3 separate regions of the Gossypium hirsutum genome follow, and regions 1 and 2 are each linked to region 3. The links are chromatin contacts, called in public Hi-C maps. All regions are on one chromosome and are shown on one strand. The core of a region is the stretch at or near the end of the contact, and the rest is flanking DNA. Distances in the headings are between cores, read along the strand shown. Region 1 holds the start of LOC107941881 (NAD kinase 2, chloroplastic). Region 2 has its middle 32 kb from the start of LOC121210374. Region 3 holds the start of LOC107906007 (EPIDERMAL PATTERNING FACTOR-like protein 2).

Evidence for each region. A called contact is a pair of places that touch in the nucleus more often than the background predicts.
Region 1: a Hi-C map of leaf shows a contact between it and region 3, with 3 times the contacts expected there. The contact joins the promoter of LOC107941881 here to the promoter of LOC107906007 in region 3. A contact is called at or near these places in 7 of 34 Hi-C or Micro-C datasets (callus, hypocotyl, leaf and 1 more).
Region 2: a contact with region 3 is called in a Hi-C map of leaf, with 5 times the contacts expected there. The contact joins the enhancer-like site here to the promoter of LOC107906007 in region 3. A contact is called at or near these places in 3 of 34 Hi-C or Micro-C datasets (all in leaf).

Annotation. Positions count from the first base shown.
Region 1 is chrA11:59,405,394-59,408,328 of Gossypium_hirsutum_v2.1, forward strand. It overlaps LOC107941881 (NAD kinase 2, chloroplastic), which reads left to right and starts at 1,312. Exons shown (of 3, transcript XR_005905034.1): 1 at 1,312-2,008; 2 at 2,413-2,935.
Region 2 is chrA11:60,261,734-60,264,678 of Gossypium_hirsutum_v2.1, forward strand. No RefSeq gene overlaps it. Among protein-coding and RNA genes, the nearest start is that of LOC121210374, 32 kb to the left of the region's middle. Within about 2 kb of position 1,633, at least 3 of the 9 cell types and tissues checked have an H3K27ac peak or open chromatin away from gene starts, as enhancers often do. A contact at or near this core is called in leaf, where this site is marked.
Region 3 is chrA11:59,895,640-59,898,775 of Gossypium_hirsutum_v2.1, forward strand. It overlaps LOC107906007 (EPIDERMAL PATTERNING FACTOR-like protein 2), which reads right to left and starts at 1,498. Exons shown (of 3, transcript XM_016832837.2): 1 at 853-1,498; 2 at 742-776; 3 at 259-651. The coding sequence starts at 958. The coding sequence ends at 403.

The DNA of each region.
Region 1 (2,935 bases), core at 62-2,561, 490 kb before region 3:
GGTAAAAAACAAACACGATTAAAAACACCATTGTCTTGTTCATTGTCAATTTCCTACAACATTAATGCAATTTTGCCCGAGTTCCAGAATCTGCAGAAAGAATCACCAAACCCTTCAAAGTTGAATCTCCCACTTATGCATTCAAAAAGTGAATCTCAATTGACCTGAGATTATGAAAATAAGCTTGGTATTTCACATCTTTAATCGCTTCCAATTCGGTTTCTTACCGAATTTTCAACCGGATATCAATAAATTTAGGGTGTAATTTTATATTTTTTTTACCATTTATATTGTAGCGGTCTAATAATTATATTTTATATTCTATTCGTATATATCATGCATATTAAATTTGAGGTAAATTAAATATTTTTAACTATTTATTTTATGTAAAAAACTTTCAAGCAATCAATAAATATTAATATATATACATTATTTTAGATTGACAGGATAGAGATAAAAATATAATTATATCAATAATTTTAATGATTAAATCATTAAAATATTAATAGTACAACAATATACGAAAAAGTGTATAAATACTTTGATTTTAGAGTGAAGTAATTTGAACCTATCTCGAATTAAGTTTATATATACAAGTTATGATTCTGCCCTTCTCACCTCGTTTTTACTTCAGCAAAACCTAGTCAAATTAGCAAAATTATCTAGCCTAGTGAGAACCTCATCAATTCATGGAAAGATCTGTTGAATCCTTAGTTTAGTTCCCTAAAGGAGTTAGAGAACATCCCCATGAGTTTTTGTCACCAAGGTTATAGCATTAAGCATCTAATCAATCCTAGTTATCATTTAACCCCTATCAGCACCCTCCTACCCATTAATCTAGCCTCCCTCTTTGTCCTTTCAACCACCCCTCATTTGAACTCCCACTAGTATTGGTTGGGAGGTTTTTTCTTCAAAGTCCTTTCAAAAACCCTTTTAACATATGTTTATATAAAATTGTTTTATATTGGGCTTAAAAAACATGACCATAAATACAATAAATGTTTTGAGATTAAAAATAATTTTTTTTATTTTAACTATAAAATAACTTTGGAAATTATGTGAAAAAAAAGGAAAAATACATGCTATTAAGTTAATTATCACGTCAGCCTTTACCGTTAGTATTTTAATGGTTTTTGACTAAAAAAATAAATTAGAAATCAAATCACCATTTTATAACATTGTAAAGTCAGATAATTTAATATGAATTTTTTTAATAATTAAGTGGTCATTATAGATTACTCAAAACAAAAAGAAATATATATATATTAAGAAGTAGGCTTTGGTGCCCTATGCAAAAAGCAATCACGAGATTTTAGTTGCATCATCTTAAGAGACCTCTTTGACTCTAAAAAAAGTTAAAAACCCTAAAGAAAACAAAACGAAAATGAAGCGCAAGCAATAAAATAAGAAGATGTTGATGGAAAAGAGAGTTAAGGTTGAAGAGACAAAAGCATTGAAACAGAGAAATGATAGAACGTGTTTTGTGGGTGGGAAGAGCTTTGGGCTCAGTGATCACTTCTTATCTAATTATTAATTTACATGTTAAGTTATTGTTTCAATTATTTTTCTTTTTATATAAAGGTTTTACATTTTTAAATAAAAATAAGAAATATTTATGGTTACATTACATGCAAGCTCCGCCTAACTCAGGCCACGTTTGGTTGGAGGGAATGGAATAGTCATTCCCTCCTTATTCTTAAATGAACAGTTAAGACAAAGTTTGGTTCACCGTTTTCTTCATTCGGCGAATGGCTATTCCTCTCTTATTCGTTAGATTTACCGAATCGTCATTCGGCAGAGGGGTTAAGAATAGCTCATTCAACGACGGATGTAATAGCAAAATTTTTCCCCTAGACAATTTTACCCTGTATTTCTTCACCCATCCGTCAATTCGGTCGTTGTTGTAAAAGTGGTGCCTCCCTCGATTCTATCATTGAGAACCGTAGATTCATCTCCGACTCGTTCCCCGCCTCCACAAAGCTGCCTCCTTTCCTTTGTGAGAACCTCTGTAAGTTTCCATTTTTTCTTCCCCTTCTTGTTTTATAATTTCCACTATTATTTGTATTATTGGTTCCATTTTTCGTCTTTCCTTTTGAGTTTTTTTCAATTATCATTGTTATAAGAATTACCTTGAAGAATATTGAGAAATTGTAGTTCAGTTATCATTGTTTGTATTATTGGTTCCGTTTTTCCCCTTCTAGTTCAGTAATTATTTTTCCATAATTTTCTTGAATTTTGAAGAAAAATGGAAATTTTTTAGTTGCAAAGACTGCAGTCTGGGGATAGGGTTAGAAATTGTAGATTTTGGTATAAATCTAGATGATAGAACTGGTATGTTTGTACTATTGGTGTTTGCTGCCATGGATACAAACCTGATTTTTGTCTTGTGACATCTTTGTTTTCTTTATACAGGGTAAAGACTAACAGATCTCAGTTTCAAATGGGAAATGGTGCTTTATTTGGAGCTAGTTATATCCAGGTAAATTGTATGAAGCCATATTATATTTGTTGAATTGAGCAGAGATGAAGAACTTAGTAGAATGGACAAGTTACTGGATTTTTAGTACCTAGAAAATTGACTTTTATGCTTAGATTCAGTATAACATGGATCTATGCACTGCTATGGTTTATCTTCCTTTTTTAAATACAATATACTATCAGATAATATACTAATTATGGTAGAAGCAACCCAGACTTTCTCTGCTGAAGGCATTCTGCATTTGGCATTTTGTTTGCAGTTGCATACATTGCCAATCTTCAATTGAATCCACTAATTCTGCAATTATGATTCCGTCGTTATTAATGAACTGAATTTAAGCCATATTTATGCAGAGTGTGACACCGCATTTATCCTTATCCAAATGATAGAACTATTTATTTTGTATGGTATGAGTTATTGAATTACTTCATTAAAGAACTCTATAAGGGGAGGGTG
Region 2 (2,945 bases), core at 383-2,882, 370 kb after region 3:
TTCTTTTCACATTCATTCTTGGTCGTCTAGCTATAGGACCTCCAATCGTAAATATCTTCAGGTAAGGGTTGTCTGGCAGCGACCCTAAGGTTATGATCATTTCTAATAGTTTCTTCATCTTCTATATAGAAGTGATTGTCCATTCTTTGTTCCATTAGAGACATTCTTTCTTCTAATGTTTTAATTCTCTTTTTTAATACGATAATTTCTTGAGTTTTTATATTTTCTTCTTTTGGTTCTTCCCACTTATAGCTAAAATGAAGTTCTAGGCACCATCTACATATTTCAGCGCAACATGGTTTACATTTAGCTCGCAGGTATATTGTTGGACATAATTTGCATTTTATACATGGCTTATCGTTTGATCCTTTATTCTTTTCCAAATTATGCATACAAGTTAGAGGTTTTATTATTTCTACTCCTGAATACATTATTTTTATTTCTACAAAGTCAAATCCTTCAAATCCTTTTATCATTTGTATAAAATTCAATTCTTCTTGTTTGCTATTTTCACTCTCAGTGTCTTCTATTTCTTCTGAAATTATTGAATATATGGTTTCAGTATCACTTATGTTCTCTGTTACATTTATTAAATCCAAGTTTTTATTTTCTATTAGCTGAGCTTGTTTGTTGTGTATATTATGACGTTTAGGACATTGAGTTGCTATATGTCCTACTTGCCCGCATATGAAACGAGTTATTTTATCACTATATGTTTAACATGTCTTTCTCGTTGTAGATATAGTTTTCGGCCTCCTGATTTTCTTATAAAATATTTTTTTTCTTAGGTATTGATTTTCCCGCTTTATTGTAGTTTGTCCTAACTGGTCTACTTTTCTTACAGCTACATGAATTTTGGTTGGAATTACCATATTATTGAGCAGTGTATATATTTTTACAAAAAGCATATCCTCCCTTTATTTTCCTCTCGAATATCATTTCATTACATTTCTTTTCTAGGTGTTGCATTATAAAGTATGCCAAGGTTACCACATTATCCACATAAGTTCCTTTATTAGCTTGATTTACTATTTTATAATATTCTTGTATTTCTCGACCTAGAGGTCCTGGTAATTTATTTATTAGCTTATTTTGGAAATATTCATTATATATATTTTGTGACGTAGTATTGTAGTGTACGTAATCATTTAGGAAATATATAACATGTGACCAATCGTCTAGGGATAGTTGTTCTAATTTCCTTACAGCTTTTGATTGCTGATATCGAGACCCCATTGATGGGTTTGATGCAATTATTATATTACTGACTGCATTAACAAAATTATTAGGGTTTGCTCATAGTTGTATGAGTTTGCTATATTCACTCTCATGGTTACTTTTAAAGTTATCCCATATTTTTCCAAATATTTATACATTTCTTCGGAGGTGTGTTTGAAATTATGTTCCAAGTATTTTTTTTTTTATCTTTATATTTTTCCACTGTTGTATCACTTCAGGCCATAATTATGGGCTATATTTTCCAAGATTTAATAGTTGGTCTTCTTCAAATACATCTAGGGGTTGCCTTCGGTCTTTATTTTATATGGATATTTGGGCTCTCTATAGTCTGAATAGGGCCTGAGTGGTATACTTCCGTAATTATACGTGGAAGTCGAAGGTTCGTTCTTTGGTGGGTTTAGTGGAGTATTTTGAGTATTAGGGGTATCGGTTTCCACAGGTGTATCTCTAGATTGATCCATAAGTTCTTTAGGAATTATTCCTAAAAATTCTTCTATCTCATCTCTTTCTACGAAATTATTTGATTCTTTAGATTCTTTTTTTAGAGATTATTTTACAAGTATTTCTTCATGTCTAAATTCTAAATATTTCTATTACATTATCTGGTCTCTTTTTCAAGACTACTCTTTTTATATAATTCATTCTTTCTTGTTCGGGCAATGTTAGAAAGTATTCTGGTTTTTTTTCTCATATTGCTTTTATGTTTTAAAAAAAATCTTTATGGTTATAGAACTCCGCACATCTTCTAATTTTATTTTTTTTTCATTTTGGTCATCATCAATAAGTTGTATTTCTACAAATTCGTTATTAAGTTCAAAGTATGAATTAATACTTTTAGCTGACGCAAGACATTCTGTAGAAATAGAATGCTTGTGATTATATTTCCTACTAAATCTTGAAATATTTCTCCTTCCCGTGGAGTTAGTCTGGTTTTTTGTTCTTCAATTAGTTTTTTAAGGTTCCAATTTTTTCTAGCTAGCAATTCTGCTGAAAATTTTGGTGGCTTTATAACTTGTATAACATCTCTTGCATTATTGTATAAAACTATTCCTTTATTATTACTAAAACTCATTTAATGAACTACGAACATTTTATTAACTGGCGATTCGTCTATATCATGCCAAATATGGGTATAATGTTTTTTTTTTCATTTTCAACTGAAATTACAGTTTATCTGTTTTTTATTATCATAAACAACTTCTTTATGAACACTTGGTATAGCAAGATCTAAATAGTATAGAAGCTTATCGGCTTCTTTAGGATTTATATCATCTATGGCTACTAATCAATTTTTAACTCAACACTGATAAACCAATGACCACATATAGATTTTATCTTTTTAAAGTTATACATCGTGGTAGGAGATGCCTCCTCTTTAAAGAAGAGTGTGTAACTGTTATTTTTATATATTTAATAATTATTGTAATTATAGTTATAAAGTTATGATTATTTTGTAACTAACCATAAAATATGACATCATGGATTTCAAAAGTTTTAACTTTTAATTTTAGTTAAAGGTTTAATTTATTAAAAAATATTTTATACATTATAATTAAGGTGAAATTAGAAGAAATATATTAAAATTAAATAATTATATATCAATTTTATTATTTCATATTTTTAATGTTATCGTTAATTTATGGTAGATTCAATTTTGATAATGCAATTAGTAACATACTAGTTATATTTCTAAAAATTCTTTTGTT
Region 3 (3,136 bases), core at 248-2,747:
TATATATTTGTTTGGTTAGTTGGAAAAACAACACTTGTCGCACATGGTGAAACTGTGAAAGCCAAATCATTGTTTACTTTTTAAGCAAAACTTTTTTCCAGTCTGTTTTCCCTAATTTCTAGATCCTCTCTCCGACCCCCTATATCTTTTGGGAACCCTTTTAACTTCACAATAAGCATGATTACATTCAGACGTCATAACGATTATAAACCCTATACGCTTACAAATATACGGTCCAAATAAAATAGCTGAAAGAAGTGAGAGATGATGAACAAGACTAATTAACTGACATGAATACATGATCATGGAAATCAAAAAGGAAAAAAAGGGTTACTAATGATTCTCTTACAGTGATTTACATGGTTCAAAAATGGCTATTCAAGAAGTTAAAATTCAGTTCCATCAGGGGTTGAAGATGAAGTTCCCACATTTGCATTTCCAACTAATGGGCTTGTAGTTGGAGCTGCCATCTCCTCTTGCATAGGCAGCATTTGAGATTAATGTTGAAGAATTCTTGTTGCCGTGTTTGGCTTGGGGATTTGTGGGCACTAGAATGGCTTCACAGTGCCCGCATGAACTGCATCTTCTCTCACACCTTGGCGGCCTTGAACCTATCTGAGCTCTCAATATCGTTTTTTCTTCATTTACCATCTATTCCAAAGTAACAAGGTTAAAGAAACATTCTCAGCATTGGTTTTTTGTTCCATTTATGAGAATTTGAGTGCTTGCTAGCTAGCTCACCTTGGAGAAGCTATTGGATTTGGGGTTTGATCTACCTGCAAAAACAAGTAGGGACACGAAGATTACTTCAAATTGAACCAAGTACTCGGAACTATTTAAAACTTATATTACCTTCAACTTTGTCTCTCACTTGCGTTGAGCTTAAAATCAGAAGAAAAAGAAGGGAAAAATAGCATGGTCTCCGGCAAGATATGAAACCGTGACTTAAAATTCTCATTTTGACGAAAAGGACAAGGAAACGGAAGGCAAAGGACTCGGGGAAGAGTAGAGACTTTTAACTTATATAAAGCATTTCAAAAGGGGGGTTGGATAATGGAAGTATGGAAGGCAAAATGGCAAAGATCGAACAAGGCAAGTGGTCTGGGTGAATGAAATGACAGTTGACAGCATAATAGAACCGACATCTCGCTCTCTGTTGAAATGATGGAACGTGGAATGACAAATAAGTTACGCAGAAATCAAAGGAAAAGAACCCCTTTTCAACCTCGTTTGTCGAGCCCCATTACGATCCCCCCTTCACCCTTCACCCTTCACCCTTCACCTTACAACAACCCAACAAAACCGAGTTACTAGGAACTTGCAAGTCGCAGCAGAGAGCGGCGACAACACAGAAGCCTTTGAGAAACAAAGATAATTCAACGCAAATAATGAAAAGGACAATAAGGAACCCAAACAACGAAAGAAACATACACCAGAAACGCTACCCACATCCCAAAATCAGACGTCAAAGAACGCAGCTGTGGGAAATGAGTTCTCATTTTTCACTTTCCTTAGATATGTGTATGTGTGTATTATGTATGTGTGTATATATATATATTTCTGTTTGCATTTCCTGTGGTTATTTGGAATTTGTCACTCCCCCAAGAGTTACATCTTACACTAAGGATGTGATTTTTCTCATTTTCTTTTCTATGATCGATTTTTTTCGGATAATTAATAATATATATGTGAATCTTGTGGCTTAAGAACTAAACTCCACTATTAACTGACCAACAATAATAGATTTGATTTGAGAATTTGAATTATATATATGTAGGACTCGAATGTAAGAGCTTAAATTTTTAAGGTCTCAACTTTATAATACAATTAAGATTTTCTTTAATGTTTTTATTTTTATGTGTTAATTTTAGATAGTCATTTTCATAAATTTTTCATAATATGTTATAACACAATTGTAATTATGAAAAAAATAAGTTTCTAACTCTTCATTAATTTATAACTACTTATAAGTAATAAGTACTGGCTTACATTGATTGACATTATTGGTGGAGTGCTGAAATTTTAAATTCACTGTTAATGTTATTTTCACTAAAAGGTTTAATATAATATTTAGTATTTTCATCAATATATATATATAACATTTATTATCTAAATTTGATATTACTTTTTATTTTAAAATTTGATTGCTAAGTTTTATTATTATTATTATCTAATTAAATACTTAAAATTTTCAAACATTATATAAATTACTCAAATATACTTACGATGTTATTTTTTATAAGTTAAGCAAAAATAATCAATATATGACAAACATGTGGTAATGGATGATAAAGAATTTCTTTTATATATTTCAAATGTTTAATTACTTTTAGTTTAATTAATTTTAATTTTTTATTTTGACATAATTAAAATTTTTTTTATTTTGGGTTTTTAAGAATGTTGTTTTCTTCATCAATATTCATTTGTTAAATATAGTTCAAAGTACAATTTTTTAACACGAATTTTCTATGATACTAACAATATTTTTTTTTGTTTGGAATTGAGGGCTTTGTGAAGACCACATCATACTTTAAGCAAAGGGATCCTCTTAATTAATTCCCTCCATTAAGAATCAAAGTAATCTCAATGTCAATAAAAAATAAAAATTTAAGCATCTTGTTTAGCAAAACAAATGAAACTCCAAATAAATATAACCATTTCTGCCATTAAATTTCATATCATTTGACACATATTTGTCATCCATTAGCTAATTTTATCCCCTTATAAAAAAAACTAACATCGCTAACTCTAATGTTTTGGGATACAAATTAGAAAGAAAAAAGTGTTAAGTTCAAGTATTAAATTAAGAAAAAAATTAAAATACCAAACTAGAAAAAAAGTGTTAAGTTTAAATATCAAATATTATATTAAGATGAAAATAAATAATAAGTAAAAATCCATTAAACAATTAGCATTCTGCTTTTTCTGGGATAAAAGAAGAAAATATTATTCTGTTTAAATGACTTCAGCCCATAAGAAAATTGATTAAAGCTTAAATAAGAACTGGATAGGGCTTTGTTCATGAAACATGTTTAGATCCATTGCAGCCCATATAAAAATGGGCTAATAGTCTAAACACTAAAGCTCTAACCAAAAAAATCACACCAAATCATATATATATATATAAACTATAGCA